Linked DNA regions of Mus musculus: region 2 is linked to region 1. The links are chromatin contacts, called in public Hi-C maps. All regions are on one chromosome and are shown on one strand. Each heading gives the region's core, a stretch centred on a gene start, on an enhancer-like site or on the middle of the called end of the contact. The rest is flanking DNA. Distances are from core to core; before and after follow the strand shown. Region 1 overlaps Gm38790 (a long non-coding RNA gene). Region 2 has its middle 140 kb from the start of Ptn.

Region 1 (2,700 bases), core at 17-2,516:
GTGAAACTGTAGCATCTCAGTTTATGAAAGAATACCCTATAATGTTTACCAAGATGAAATTGCCCGGTACCCCACTTTCATACCATACCATATCCCTGTTGTGGATAGCCCTGGGGTTAATTATATTTGATAACTCCATTCTCCTGTGAGTGGCTTCCAACAAGGAATGAGTCAGCACTCAGGTGATTTCCTGTAAACCCGCTTCCTACCTTAATTTGTAAAATAAAGGAGAGCTGATGATTGGGCAGATAAAAGGGAAGGTGGAGAGGAATGCAGGCGGGAGAGAGAAGGAGAAAATGGAAGAGGGAGAGGATGCAGAGGAGGAGGAAGATGAAGAAAAGCAGAGCAGAAGCACATGGCCTGGAGAAACCGCAAGTTCTAAGGGGTCTCATCAGCTGTGGAAGATGGTAGTGTAGTGGTAGATCTGTCCAGTCTAGGCACACAGCATGTAATCACATTAACTGTGTTGTGTTTTCATTACCAGGGCATATTTGGGAGAAGATTTACTGTAACATATCCCTTTCTTGATGGGGACATAATGAGAAAAAAATCTAAAATTGAATAATCTAAGGTCAGACTGAAAAAATGAGGAGGAAATTTAACTGTAAGCAAAGAGAAGACTGAAATGAAGATTAAAAAAAAATGCAGCTCAAATCATCGGGGTTGGATACTTAGGAATCAGCTCATGTGATCTGCCATGATGTCAACTAAGGAAGTTCACATGACCTCAGTGGGGAAAGAGAAGACACATGAACAAAATCTTTGTTCATGATAAAACTCTCAGAAGCCAGATAGATTTCCTTAAGTAAATGAAGGGCATCTCTGAAAGATTTCCAGCTAGCTTCTTACTTAGTGGTAAAATTCTGAATGTTTTACTCCTAACACTGTGAAGACAACAATGGTTGCCCTTCCTATTGGTGTTCAGCATTCTTACAGAGGTTCTATCAGCCTGACAACGTAGGAAGAAGCGACAAGAATCATACGGATTGCAAAGGAAGCAAAATCATTTTAACTCAGAGCACATATAATCACTGTATACAGAAAATCCTCAAAAATAGACTATTGTTCCCAGTTAGTTGGCAACATTGAAATTCAGAAAGCCACAAACCAACTGCAATCATGTACAACTGCACCCTCTAGCAATTCCAACAGCACAGATATATAAAGTGCTTAGGGACTCTATTAATCAGGGCTTAATAGGAGAAAAGGACAGGATGAATGTATTATGATGGAGACTCATCAGATTGGCTTATACAGTATGACCTGTGGTGGGGGTGGGGATCCCACAATGTAAACATAGACCAGCCTAAGGACATGACAGTTATACAGTCTGGGAAGCTGGGTGCTTCAGCTGTCCCCACCTGGCACTGAAAGCCTTGAGGATTACTAGGGAGCTTCTGGTCTCCAGTCTAGGTAGGAAGGCCATAGAAGATGAAGGATGGCAGCAGCAGCAGCAACAGCAGAGTTGGTACACTCACCTGTGAGGAGGAAAAGTGATGGGGGATGAGGCTGCTTTGCTCTTCCCTTTTCCCTCTTGGATCTGGGTTGTGCATGAATGGTGTTGTCCATGTTGAGGGAGGTTCTTCGCCCTCAGTTAACCATTCTGGAAAATAGCATCAGGGACCTACTTGGAAGTGTATCTCTTAGTTGCTCTCAGAATCCATCAAGTTGACAACTAAGAGTGACCATCACAGAGGTAAAATACCGGAGCACCTGCAACATCTTTACAATGAAGGTGAATGTGGAAAGAGACATGAGAATCAGACATATAAATGGAGAGATTACCCATTTCCATGTATTAGGTAACTAAATACTTATTTTATCTTTTAATCTCTGTAAAGTTCTATGTACATTATTTTTGATCCTATTAAAAATCCCAGTGGGGTCCAGAAATGGACAAAATAATTGTAAAATAGTATAGAAATGAAAGGACATGGAGTAACAAAACAGTATTAGACAACAAAAATCAAGTGGTAAGCCACAGCAGCAGCTGCTGCTGATTATATATGTATATGTATATGTATATGTATGTGTATGTGTATGTGTATGTGTATGTGTATGTGTATGTGTATGTGTATGTGTATATGTATATGATGTATATGTATATGTATATCAACAAATCTAGTAGAACAAAGTAAAGTTATAAAACAGATATATACACTGTAAGTCTTCTCAAATAGGCCTATCTATTATTTAAGAAGTTAGTTGAGCCAACGTGTTTAATTTAGAATGGACCCAATGCTATTTAACATATGTTTATGAAAAATGGTTATACACAGAGGCAAATAACAAAATTGCAGTGGATAAATAAAAGGAAGATATGAAAGGCTTATGAATTAGCAAATATGCTGTCAGACTCTTAACAGAGACTCTGTGATGAATGCTATTCTGAAGATAAGACACAAGTTCAGACCTTATGTTTCTTGTTTTGGGAGATTAAATTTACTTATGGAATACAAAAAGAATTACGTACATACTTCAAGAGTGACGTCCAGATCTTCAGTCATACACCCGCAAATGTACTGAAGACACAATGTGATTAAAACTCTTAAAAGAGCTTTTGAAGCAGGGCAAACTGAGCCAATACAGCATCTTTTATGATATTTAGAATTTTAATGTGTATATGCTTTATTCTAATATGAAAATGGCTTGTTGGCGTTATCTGCACGTTTCTTAAACTTACACAGAGGGTAGCTTGTA
Region 2 (2,700 bases), core at 139-2,638, 670 kb after region 1:
ATTCTTTCTTGCTTAAGTGAACCTACATGAGTGCTGTTATTTTGAACCTGGAAACCTTTATGTGAATACAAAGTGCTGGAATGGAGGGCAGAGTGTTGGGATATTTGAATTAAACACTTGAATATCTGAATTAGCCAACCATCAATGTTCAAGCCAAATCCTTTTTCCATTTCAGTCTTGGTTTCTACCTTACTCCATAGCTTCTCTTATGACCTTGAATTATTCTTGGTAGTACTTTAAAAGTCCCACTATTTGTTCTTATTTACCTGTTTTTTCTGACTCAGCTCTGTGCATATTTAAGAAGGTACTTGTAGTGTGCCTGTCTCTGGTCTCTTGCTCTGCTTAGCAGCAGCAGCAACAGCAATTGCTTGCCGGTGAGATAGGTTATTTGGAAGACTTTGAGAATGGGTTTGATAGCGGTATGCCTTGGTTGCTAATATTATTATAAATGAAGCGTGATGTTTACACCTTTTCCAGGATCCATATGCTTACATCTTAGGGAACAGAGTTGAGAGCCCTTGCTGAATCTAGCTTAGACACTCTTAAAATCAAGAGCTACTCATGGCCACTTCGCTTTTAACAAACATATCACTTGAATGAAATGAAACCTAGAGCAAAGCAGGATCATTTGAATTAGGATAGAGGAAGAAAATCTGCTTTGTGGGAATGGCATAGAGTCTATAAAAGATGAGGAAATATTTTACTGAGTTTATTGCACAAAGCCCAACCATACTCTACAACATTACTGAAAACAGCTTGAAATTCCGTCCCCTACCTTTCTGATAACATTGTAAGTTTTGTGATTTTTGCCATTCTGTGGACTGTGTTTATATTTTATCATATTCTAGAATCTATTGGCTATAAGGTTGTAATTTAGGACACTCCTTTCTGGGTGAGTTCTTTGTTGATGCTTCAATTCCTAACTGAGTTTCAGCTGTCCTGACCCATGAAGACATTCCCTTGGTCTTTAAACACAAACAGATACATCTGACCTGTTTACTTGATTGGCGCTTCCTCAGTAATTGCAGCCATTATGACTGAGAAATGTACCTTTTCATTTAAGAATAGGTATTTGCCTTTGTTACAGTTACTATGGCTGTGATGAAACACTGTGACCAAAGTAACTTGGGAAGAAAAAGGTTTATTCAGCTGATGCTGAAGTCAGGACAGGAACTCAAGCAGGGCAGGAACCTGGAGGCAGGAGCTGATCCAGAAGCCATGGAAGGGTGCTGCTTACAGGCTTGCTCTTCATGGCTTGCTCGACCTGTTTTTATTTGTTTGTTTGTTTGTTTGATTGATTGATTGTTTTAGAGAACCAAGGACTACCAGCCCAGGGATAGATAGCACTACCAACAATGGGCTGGGTCCTCCCCTATTAATCACTAAGAAAATGCCCTACAGCTGGATCTTATGCAAGTATTTTCCTAGTTGAAGTTCCCTCCTTTCAAATGACTCTAGCCTGTGTCAAATTGACATAAAGCTAGCCAGCACACTATGGTTCTTCTTCTTCTCTTCCTCTACAGCCTTAATCATGCTCAGCATTCCTAACGACTATAGGACAGGCCAAGATTCTGTATCCAGAAAGCACAGATGCATCAGGACACAGGGGTCATGGCTAACATTCAGTGTGACTAATGGAATGTTAGTCACAAGAGGTCTTGCCTCCATTATGGTGAATTTATACACAGTCTTATTGAGTCATATAAATTTCTTTTGATGGGGTGTGTATGTGTACGCAACACTTATGCTCGTGTTGGTGGGGAGGTCAGAGGGCAACCTTGTGGAGTCAATTCTCTTCCAGTTCTGCCTGGGTTCTGAAGAAGCAGTCATGTAGTCAGCCTTGTGTGGCAATGAATAAGTTATCTCAGCAGTCCTTGTTTGAGTTTGAAAATTAATAACTATATAATGAAAAATATAAAAGCAAAAATCTAGGCCTTTAGGCCCAGGCTTGGGAATGTGACCTTTGTGACTCAATGCTCCAAGGTATGCTAATCATAAAACAGATAGCGACATTCCTCCACCCACCCGTTTCCTGGGTTAAAAGAGTGTTCATTCAAAGAATGTGCTGTTGTTAGGGGCTCTTAGAAACTGTCTTGAGAGATAGCCCAAACAATTACCAGGTATTCCTTGTGACTCTTGTGACTTAGCACTTCCTTGTGACTCTTAACTGTTATCTTTGGTATTTTCCAACAACGCCCTCCCCACTTCCTTGAGTTGTGATTTCTTCCTTTAAATACCCCCTTACCCAGGTCCTCTACCCCTGCGTGGTGTATGACCATGGGCCCGAGAACACTCTTGAATTAAAAGTCCTCTTGCAGTTTGCAGCAAGACCGTTTCTCGTGACTGATTTAGGGTGTCGCCTCTCCTGAGTCAGAACATGGGGGAGTCCTCACATTGTGGGTCTTTCAATACAATGGTATAGTGAAGGAAATATACTTTGAAACAATCAGTTTTTCTCTATCTCAAAGGGGGAAAAATTTAAAGAAAGGAAGAGAAAACACCAACCCAGAAAGCCATAAAATTGTTCCTCCCTTTTAATCCCCAACATGGAATATGAGGCTGTCCTGGAGTGACTTTATTTAAAGTGAATGTTCTGAGGAAAGAGGGTGGGAAGACACATGCAGAAGGGGGCATTTTGCCCTTAAGAAAGCAAAGGAAACTACTGCAAAATCTAAAATCATGTTCCCATTTGTATCTAAA

What was found. A called contact is a pair of places that touch in the nucleus more often than the background predicts.
Region 2: a contact with region 1 is called in a Hi-C map of the N1E-115 cell line, with 4 times the contacts expected there. The contact joins two enhancer-like sites. A contact is called at or near these places in 2 of 484 Hi-C or Micro-C datasets (the N1E-115 cell line and cerebral cortex).

The regions. Positions count from the first base shown.
Region 1 is chr6:35,995,680-35,998,379 of GRCm38.p6, forward strand. It overlaps Gm38790 (a long non-coding RNA gene), which reads right to left. Exons shown (of 4, transcript XR_868978.1): 2 at 1,479-1,603. Among named protein-coding and RNA genes, the nearest start is that of Gm38790, 2.7 kb to the right of the region's middle. Within about 2 kb of position 1,267, at least 3 of the 459 cell types and tissues checked have an H3K27ac peak or open chromatin away from gene starts, as enhancers often do. A contact at or near this core is called in the N1E-115 cell line, where this site is marked.
Region 2 is chr6:36,669,728-36,672,427 of GRCm38.p6, forward strand. No RefSeq gene overlaps it. Among named protein-coding and RNA genes, the nearest start is that of Ptn, 140 kb to the right of the region's middle. Within about 2 kb of position 1,389, at least 16 of the 459 cell types and tissues checked have an H3K27ac peak or open chromatin away from gene starts, as enhancers often do. A contact at or near this core is called in the N1E-115 cell line, where this site is marked.